Linked DNA regions of Sus scrofa: region 2 is linked to region 1. A link is a contact called in public Hi-C data. All regions are on one chromosome and are shown on one strand. The core of a region is the stretch at or near the end of the contact, and the rest is flanking DNA. Distances in the headings are between cores, read along the strand shown.

Evidence for each region. A called contact is a pair of places that touch in the nucleus more often than the background predicts.
Region 2: a Hi-C map of subcutaneous adipose tissue shows a contact between it and region 1, with 2.8 times the contacts expected there. The contact joins the promoter of RADIL here to the enhancer-like site in region 1. A contact is called at or near these places in 13 of 47 Hi-C or Micro-C datasets (alveolar macrophages, blood, embryonic fibroblasts and 7 more) and 1 of 2 datasets of contacts at active chromatin or transcription factors (skeletal muscle).

Annotation. Positions count from the first base shown.
Region 1 is chr3:3,503,980-3,508,362 of Sscrofa11.1, reverse strand. No RefSeq gene overlaps it. Among named protein-coding and RNA genes, the nearest start is that of FOXK1, 50 kb to the left of the region's middle. Within about 2 kb of position 1,317, at least 21 of the 83 cell types and tissues checked have an H3K27ac peak or open chromatin away from gene starts, as enhancers often do. A contact at or near this core is called in mesenteric adipose tissue, omental adipose tissue, retroperitoneal adipose tissue and 2 more, where this site is marked.
Region 2 is chr3:3,713,227-3,717,533 of Sscrofa11.1, reverse strand. RADIL (ras-associating and dilute domain-containing protein) reads left to right here and starts at 1,395. Exons shown (of 16, transcript XM_021086022.1): 1 at 1,395-1,506.

The sequences.
Region 1 (4,383 bases), core at 68-2,567:
TGAATGGACCAAGACCGTTAGTGCCTCCTGTTTGTGAACTTGGCCTTGACCTGGCTGGACGGCTACAGTGTGCACACGCCCCCTTCCATCATCGGGGCGTGTGTAACGGTCGCACGTGCTTGTTTATTCTCATTGCTGTTTCGGGTTCCGTCATCAGAACCCACGTGCCACACGCTACGCACCCACCCACTGATGATGGGCGCCTGGGTTGTTTCGAGCCTTGACCTGTTGTCACTGAGGCGGTGGTGACCTCCTGGAATGTGTCTTTAGGTGGAGCCCTGCCCTGCCTCCTCTCGGGACGGAGTGAGCTGGCTGGGCCAGGGGAATACAGATAAAGCCCCGGTAGGGGCTGCCGAACGGATTTCCCAACAACTGTGTCACGTCGTGCAGCCACGTAACGGGAGAGAGTTTCCTTCTGCCCAACCTGGTGTCACACAGTCATTTTTCTTGGCACTTGGTGAAGCATCTTTCCATATGCTTATTTCCCATTTTAACATCTCTGAGTAACACTACAGTCTGGAGGGGCTGGTGTTCCTGCGTCCACTGGACAGAGGGGGACATTTGCTTTTTTTTTTTTTTTTTAAGGGCTGCACCCGTGGCATATGGAGATTCCCAGGTAGGGGTTGAAATGGAGCCTAGCTGCCGGCCTACACCACAGCTACAACAACACAGGATCTGAGCCGGGTCTGCGACCTACACCACAGCTCACAGTAATGCCAGATCCTTAACCCACTGAGCAAGGCCGGGGATCGAACCCATAACCTCATGGTTCCTCGTTGGATTCATCTCCACTGCGCCACGACGAGAACTCCTAGAGGGGGACATGTGAAGGGCAGAGGCCAGTGGCCTGGCCGACGGCGAGGGGCCCGGGAGCACTGGATCCCGGGTCTGCGCAGAAAGCAGTGACTGCTTACCCCGGGTTCTGCAGAGCAGCCGCGACTCCTGGAGAGGAGGCGTTCTCTTCCCCCCCAAACAGGAAGAAGACCTCAGAGGAGCACCTGACAAACTCAAGTTGGGCAACGTAGGGGTTAAGACGGCTGTTTTGGGCACAGGCTTGGCCGGCGGCGCCCGCCCTACCGCTGTTAGCCGTTGCTGTTATTTTTATGGGAAAGTGCGTCTGAGAGCCACCAGGGACTGGGAATGCGGCCTGGGGCCGGGCCTGGGGGGGCGGGGGCATGTCTGTACCCAAAGGAAACAGGACAACTTGAGTAATAGCAAATCCTGGAAATGATGACAGCCGCTTGCAAGCTTGCTGCAAGCGCCCTGTTCCGTTCGCAGAAACCGGATCCACAGGCATGTGTGTGGGAGGCGGGAGGCCCAGCCGCGCTGGGTCTCAGGTTTCTGGATCTCCGAGCTGCTGGAACCCATCTTCTTCTCCGTCTTAGGTCTGGGTCTCCAGAAGCAAAGCCTGAGAGGAGGGTGTGGGTGCGGGTTGTCGATGAGGGGGGTGGCCCCAGGGCCATCTGTGCGGGGCAGACCCAGAAGCCAAGGGGGGCAGGACCCAGGCGGCACTGGCAATCCCAAAGCATGCTTGGCCTCTTGTTTTCCAGCAGACAGACGCCCAAACATACAAACGGTCAGCACATGGTTGAGCAATTCCTCACCACCCTGGAGCCTGAGGACACGGGTTTCTGATCCCAGCGAGCCGGGCAGCCTCCCACCCCCCCAGCTCTGACACAGAGGCACCCAGGAAAAGCGAGAAGGTCAATGCCGAGACCTCATGTCCTCACGTCTCAGTAAGAGGAGGCTCGCCCAGCTCCCCCAGGTTCCCACAATGCTCTGCACCAGGAGGTAGAAGCCCCATGGCCTGCTCTGCTTTGAATGAACCCACGGGTGTGAGAGTAGGGAGCCCGGCCTCCTTTGCCTGCGTCTGGACACACCCAGGGGTGCGACCTGCATCCCAGAGGCCCGTCCTCCCTTGGCTTCTTGGGTCTCCCTGGCAAATGTCTCTGGGACCCCAACCCACAGCGGTGACTGGCACAGAAACCCTCACCTCAGGGAAGCAAGGATTCCTGCCTCCAGCAGGTGCACAGACACGGCCCATCCCCGGGAGCTGGTTTCCTGGGTAAAGCCATGACACGTGTGATTCTGGACGATTCTGGAATGACTGCTGCAGCTGAGGTTTTCTCTCCCTCTCCCCCTCTGAAGCCTCTCCTCACCCAACACGCACACGGGGTCCTCGGCTGTGACATGTGCGTGTTGGGCTCACGTGTGCACGGAATGGGGCACGAAGCACACGTGTGTGAGTCTGCTGGTTTCCCAAAGGGACCCCATCCATGTCACCACCACCAGGTCAAGCAGCGAACCTCACCAGCGTCTGGGAGAGAAGCCGTGTGCCCTTCCCGTCACCACCCAGGCACCCCTAAGTGCCACCCCGACTTCTGACACCAGAGCTCAGCTCTGCCTGCCGTTTGCCTTTTAAACAAACGGAATCACACGGAACGCTCTCTTGTGCGGCCGCTTGCCTGTACGGGTGACCTGACTCTGTCTGATGAGCTCTCGCCGTGGTCCGGCTCGCCTGCATCCCTGTCTCGTATTCACCACGAGAATATGCAGTTTATTCGCCCCTCCATCACTCACGGGCATGGCACCTCTTCCTAGTTTGGGCTCTGACAAAGGATGCTCTTACAAAGGGCGTGCCCGCAGACCTTCTAGAACAGGTTCCCGGGTGCACGTGTGCGTGTGTGCGGCCGGGCGTTTGCGCCTCGTGGAATTGCTGTCATGGGAAACTGCACGTCCAGCTCGACTAGGTGCGGCCACACAGCACCCACAGTGGGGTGTATCGGTGCCCCAGCCCCTCCGCTAGTGCGGAGTTCCTCCTGCCTAACCTCACGATGCCTGGGATGGGGAACTTCCACTTTGCAACCCGATCCGAAGGGATGGGACCGTTCCTCTCCATACCCTTGACTCTCAGGGCTGCCGCGGGTCCTTACGCTCCCTTCGTGTGAATGAGACGGACGTCCCTGCCTTTAGACACTTTCCAGCCATCTGTTAAACAGTGCTGCGCTGTGCCGATTTTGTCAGAATGTGGCACGCTACTGCCCTCTGCTGGACAACTTCCAAAACTCATGCACGTCTTGGAAGCGTGAGAGAAATGGCAGCCTCTCAGGTGGGGCCCCTGGGCAGTGCACTCCCTGGACGACCGTACAGGGCGACCCTGGCCACACCCATTCCTGTTCACACACACACTGGAGGTGAGGCGAGGCGAGGACTGAGTGGAGGAGGCCCATGAACTCTCCCACAAGATGATGGCTCAAGGGCGGGATCTGGTCTGCAGTTAGGTTTTATTTGACCCACCCTATAAAAACAGAGTTGAGGAGTTCCCGTTGTGGTTCAGCGGGTTAAGAATCCAACTAGGATCCATGAGGATGCAGGCTGGATCCCTGGCCTCGCTCAGGGGGTTAAGGATCTGGCATTGCTGCCAACTCCAGTGTAGGTCGAAGATGTGGCTCGGATCCTGCATTGCTGTGGCTGTGGTGTAAGCCGGCAGTGGCAGCTCCTATTTGACCTCTGGCCTGGGAACTTCCATATGCTGCAGAAAGTATGCAGATGAAAAGGAAAAAAAAAAAAAAACAAACACTTAACTGGGCCAATATTTTTAGACATAAGAGCTTTTATGTAAAAATCTGGAAAAATCAGAGACTCCAGAAAAATTGGGCCTTCATCTCCAAATTATGACACAGAGGCTGATCTGCTTGTCTCCAGTGAACCTCGGTCTCCACCATGTCCCACTGTCCCCAACCCCAAGGCCTCTGTCAATGGCAGCAGCAAAACTACAACAAGCTAATGCAGGGCCAGATCCCTCCCCCAGCGTCTTCACGGTTTTTTTTGGCCATGCCCGCAGCATGTGGAAGTTCCCCGGGCCGGGGCTCAAACTGGTGCCACATCAGCTAACGGAGCCACAGCACTGACAATGCCAGATCCTTAACCCACGGTGCCACCTGGTAACTCCACATCTTTCCTTATTTATGGAGCCTGCCTTGCTGCTGTGGGATATACGTTTCTCATCACTAGTTTTGACATTGATAAGGGAATAAAAAAAACATTTCAGGCTGATCATTAGATTGGGAGCTAATCTAATGATCTGGAGTAGAAATCCCACCTGATAAGGTTTTTATGGAAATCTAGGGTCCCAAGGCCTTGCCCAAAGAGGCTGGTCTTTATGAGCTGGAGGCCAGAAAATGAAGAAGGAGAGCCTGGGATGAGCAGGTGAGGGTGAGCAGGTGGCATCTAGAACTTGCTCAGAAAAGCTCTGGTGTCTCAGGAAATCAGGGCTGGGGCGGCAGCCTAGCAAGTTACGTGGCTGAGACTGAAATGAAAATTCCACACCTTTGTGTTATATTGTTAAACTAGCCTCCTGACTACCTCAAGAATTTTTCTTTC
Region 2 (4,307 bases), core at 146-2,645, 210 kb before region 1:
GGGAGGAAAACAGGTTGAAATCCAGGCTCTCCTTCCAGCTCCATCTTTGCCTCTTGGGGGGGGGGATGAGGAGTGGGGGGGTGTGGAGAGTCTTGAAAAGGATACCATTTAATCACAGAGTCCCAGGCTCAATTCTTGGCCCTACCTCTAGCAGTTTGACCTCTCTCAGGCTCTGTTTTCCCCTCTGAAAAATGGGTGTAATGACATCTGCCTCACAGGAGCTGATGTGAGCTTTATTTTATTTATTTATTTTTGCTTTTTAGGGCCACACCTGCCGCATATGGAGGTCCCCAGGCTACAGCTGCCAGCCTACGCCACAAGGGGAACTCCCTGACGTGAGCTTTAGATGAGAGGGTCTGATATATTTTATGTGGTCTACAAATGTCTGTTCCCTCCTCCCCACTTTCTCCACTGCACATTCGGGGTCAGCGCCATAAAACTTGGTACCCCAATAGCTGTCAACAAGCAGGTGCATTCCCGAGGTCCGAATTCATATCCGAGGCCACGTGAATCCCCCAGGTCTAGCGCATGAGCAGCGCGGTACAAAGGGAGCTGTGAACAGCCCTTCTCCAAGATGAAACCCCAGCCGGAGGACTGGGGCCAAAGCGAGCTCGAAGGACACGTGCTTCTTTTCAAACAAGTTACCCGAGAAGGGCGGTTGGGCCAGAGCCCTGGAGCTGGCCTGGCCCCGTTTTGCATCCTTTTAAGCACAAGAGTGCCACGATCTGATTTGTCATTTAAGACGCTGGTGGGTGGGGGACAGAATGTAGGGAAACGGAACCTGCCACCCTTGTCCTCTTTCCATGTTTCGAACGTTCATATATCGGAGTCACAGCTCTGTACCGCCCCCTAACGATGAGCGCTTGCCTTACCCAGCTTCCTCTTTTTCCTGGCCTTCAAAGCCAAGGGAATAGGAGGTGGGATAGAAACTGCTTGCCCGAGGCCAGCACTTGGCCCAGGAGCTTGGGGAGCCCCGCCCCTCCTGCACAGGCCCCTCCCTTCCTTGCCTTGGAGGGCAAGTCCACACCCATTAATTGCTTGGCAGGTGGTGCCGTGCTCAGCCCCATCCCCTGGCTCCGCCCCTCCCCTAGGCCACGCCCCTTCCAGGCTCCCTTTCGGTCCATTGGATGGCGGCCGGATCACCCTGGGCCCAGACTGTCTCTTCTCGTCCCGCCTTGTTGCTCAGATGCTCCATTCCCTCGAGGGCTCATCCGAGGTGTCATCTCATTGGGCCTGCAGCACGTCCCTCGGAGGCCCCGCCCTCCAAAGGCCCCGCCCTACCTGTTGGGGGGCGCAGGAGGAGCCCGCGCGCCTCTCGCCGCGGGCCACGCCCTCCCACTGGCCCCGCCCACAGGGGCCCGCCCCAAGAGGGCCCGCCCCGGCCGTTGATCTGCCGGCAGGAGGCGCGCCACGCGCGAGTCCCGAGCCCTGGCTCCGGCTAACGGCGGGTGTGGGAGCCGTGCCGGAACGCGGCGGCGGCGGCGGCGGCGGCGGGCTGTGCTGGAGGTGAGTGCGGGGTGCGCGAGGAGCGGCGGCGGCGGGGGTCGCTCCGTGGCGGCCGGGGTCCCGGGGCGCGGAGGCTGGCCGGGCCGGGAGGCCGCGGGGCGCGCGCTGGGGCAGCTAGCCCCGCACGGGGCATCTTTCTTGCCACCCAGCCCAGGCTTGTTCGGTTGTCATGGAAACAGGCGGCTCTCGGGGCCCGGGCGAGGCCTCGGGGGGCGGAACCCGCAGACCGGCTACATGGGGGTTCCAGGGGGTCAGCTCCGGCCACTACCCGCTTTGGCCCCCGGAGCCTGGGCCCCCCAACGGCGGGGTTCCCCCAGGCCTCAGTTTCTCTGGCGGCCCCCACGGAGGGGGGTCTGCAAGGCGGGCACAGGGCGCAGGAGTCCGTACCCTCTTTCCGGGGTCCGCGTGACATCCCCCCCGCCCACGGCCTGTCTTGGTTTCCCTATTCACACGGCAGCGCTGTTCCCCACTCGCGTGCCAGCTGAAAGCATTGTCTCCCAGCTATTTCTGTACCATTTCCAGCCCCTTGACAAACAGTGCATCCTGGGGGGCCCACGCAGAAAACTCCCTTATTTCCCATTAGAGAGTGGGTACGTGGGACCCAGGCTGCTCTCACACCCAGCCCTGGCAACTCCCAGCACCTGGTCAAGTGTTTGGTTAATCTGAATTGCTGAAAAGAATTTCCCAAGTCCTCCGCCCGCTGGTGATTACAGGTGCCTCTGGTTAGTTACAGGTGTCTCCCATTGGCACAGGCCGCCTGGTCCGCATTCCAGAGAGGAGCCAGTCCTTAATCCCACTGGCAGAAAAAGCCCCCTGTCAAGAGGCTAGCATGGCAGAATTAAGTCTGATTAAATAATATCTGTGTTTAAAAGCACGGCTCTGGCTGGCGCTGTCGAGTGCGCGTTTTGGCCGGTGGGGGTAAGGCCCAGCCTGCGTGACTCTACTCTCGTCCCCTCCTGCCCTGGTGGAAATTCTAATGGATCCCACGTTGCAGTGTTGGAACGGCCGTGTCCCTCCACCCATTAGCTCAGCCCCACACTGACCTCACTCTCTGCCCTGGCTGCTGTGACTCGAGCTTGTTTTCATCAGAAATTGGACTCTTCCTTGCAAACAAGAGGAAAACATTCTCCAGGGGAAGCAGCAGCTTGCAGCCCACCGCCTCCAGCCCGTGTTTCCCCGGTATTTGTGCGAAAGAGGAGAGAACTGAGCAGAAGAGGAAAAGGCAGGTCATGTGTCCAGAAAAACAGATCTGGTTTCGCAGAGCCGGCCCCGCTCAGCAGGCTCCTCTCGCCCTCTGCAAGGACGCATCTGTCCCATTTGGACAAACAGGCTGTACTCTGCTTTCTGTGACGGTGGCGGAAGGGCCTGCCCGAGCCGCTGGCCACTGTCCGTGGTTGCTCTCTGAAAATGGCCACAGAATGACCAGGAGGGGAAGAGAGCTTCCTGATAAAATCGATCCGACAGATCAGGGTCCGTGTTTCCTGGGCCTTGTTGGGGCTTAAGGAGCAGTTACTGGAAGGGAATGAGTCGGTCTCTCCTACAGGCTCTGGCCCCTTTTCCCGACATTGCCCTGGGATCCAGCACAGGAGGCTGCAGGAGAGGAGGGAGGCGACTCCCTTCCACGGCCGCGGGAGGGGACCAAGCAGCGGTGAATGGTCATTCTCTGTTTCTCTCTTCATTAAAGCAGAATCGTCTAAGCTTTCAGACCTTACGGGACCTGTAAGAATCCACCCCTAGGCGCGGAATGGCACGTCACGTCTCCCTTACACCTGCGGGCCTTTTAAACCCCCGTGTGTACTTGGTGACTTTCCTGTGAAGGGGGCTACTGCAGAGACCCAGTTTCTGCCATTTTCAGCTTGTGTGTGAATTCACGTTGGAGCATCGTCTCCAAAGGTGGAGGTTTCTGAGCCAGATGCTGCCTGGCTGCCACAGCCAGATGCTGGGGCGGGGGGGGCTGTGCTGGACGTGAGCCAAGTGTCTGTGGAGGGGTCACATCCACTGGGAATGTGTGGTGGCCAGAGGCACATGCTGGAAGCTTTGGAGGCGAGTCGTGTAACTTTCAGAAGGCTCGGGGGGTTTGAAGCTGCTGATGTGTGCGACCCAAAGCCTTGTCGTGTGAAGGCTGTCCCAGGTGGTGGTGTCGAAAGTTCATTCCGGGCCCTCGACAGGCCCGAGGGCAGCCAGATCCAGCCCTGGGCTCCTCAGCCTCTGACAGGGCGACTCGCGCGCTCAGGGGAGAAACAGCCTTCCGAGGAGGGTCTCCCCACAGCCAGACTCGCCACAGCCGGGGAGCCCCTCGTGTGGTCCTTGTGCTCAGGACACGTGGCTGCTGGAAGCAAGCTGACTCTTCAGAAAGTACAAGGCCCCGCGCAGTGGTGAACGGGGAGCCAGGCCGCGGGCACAGGAAGTGGCCCCCCGCCCCACCACCCTCCGGGCAGAAGGCAGTGCCCTGAGCCCAGTCTTTGGTGGTGAAGCTGTCGGGCACATTCTGAAGGTTCAGGGTCCTCCCGGGAGGCCCGCTGGCTGATACTGGCGGGGGTGGGAGGCTTCAGGGGGGCCACCAAGGCCCGGGTGGCCAGCGGGAAGGAGCCCAGCTCAGTGCCAGTGTCAGAGGCTGGGACACTGCCCTGTGGGTCCTGGTCTCTGGGGGGCTCCCTGGTCACCTCTCCTGCCCTGGGTGGTCCCCGTCATTGTCCCCGGCCCCTCTCAGGGCCCCTGACCATGAGTGGGTCAGAGTGGAAGATAGAACCGCAACTGAAATTAGTGCTGACGGTTGTCACATGGCAGGTGCCCAGTGCTGG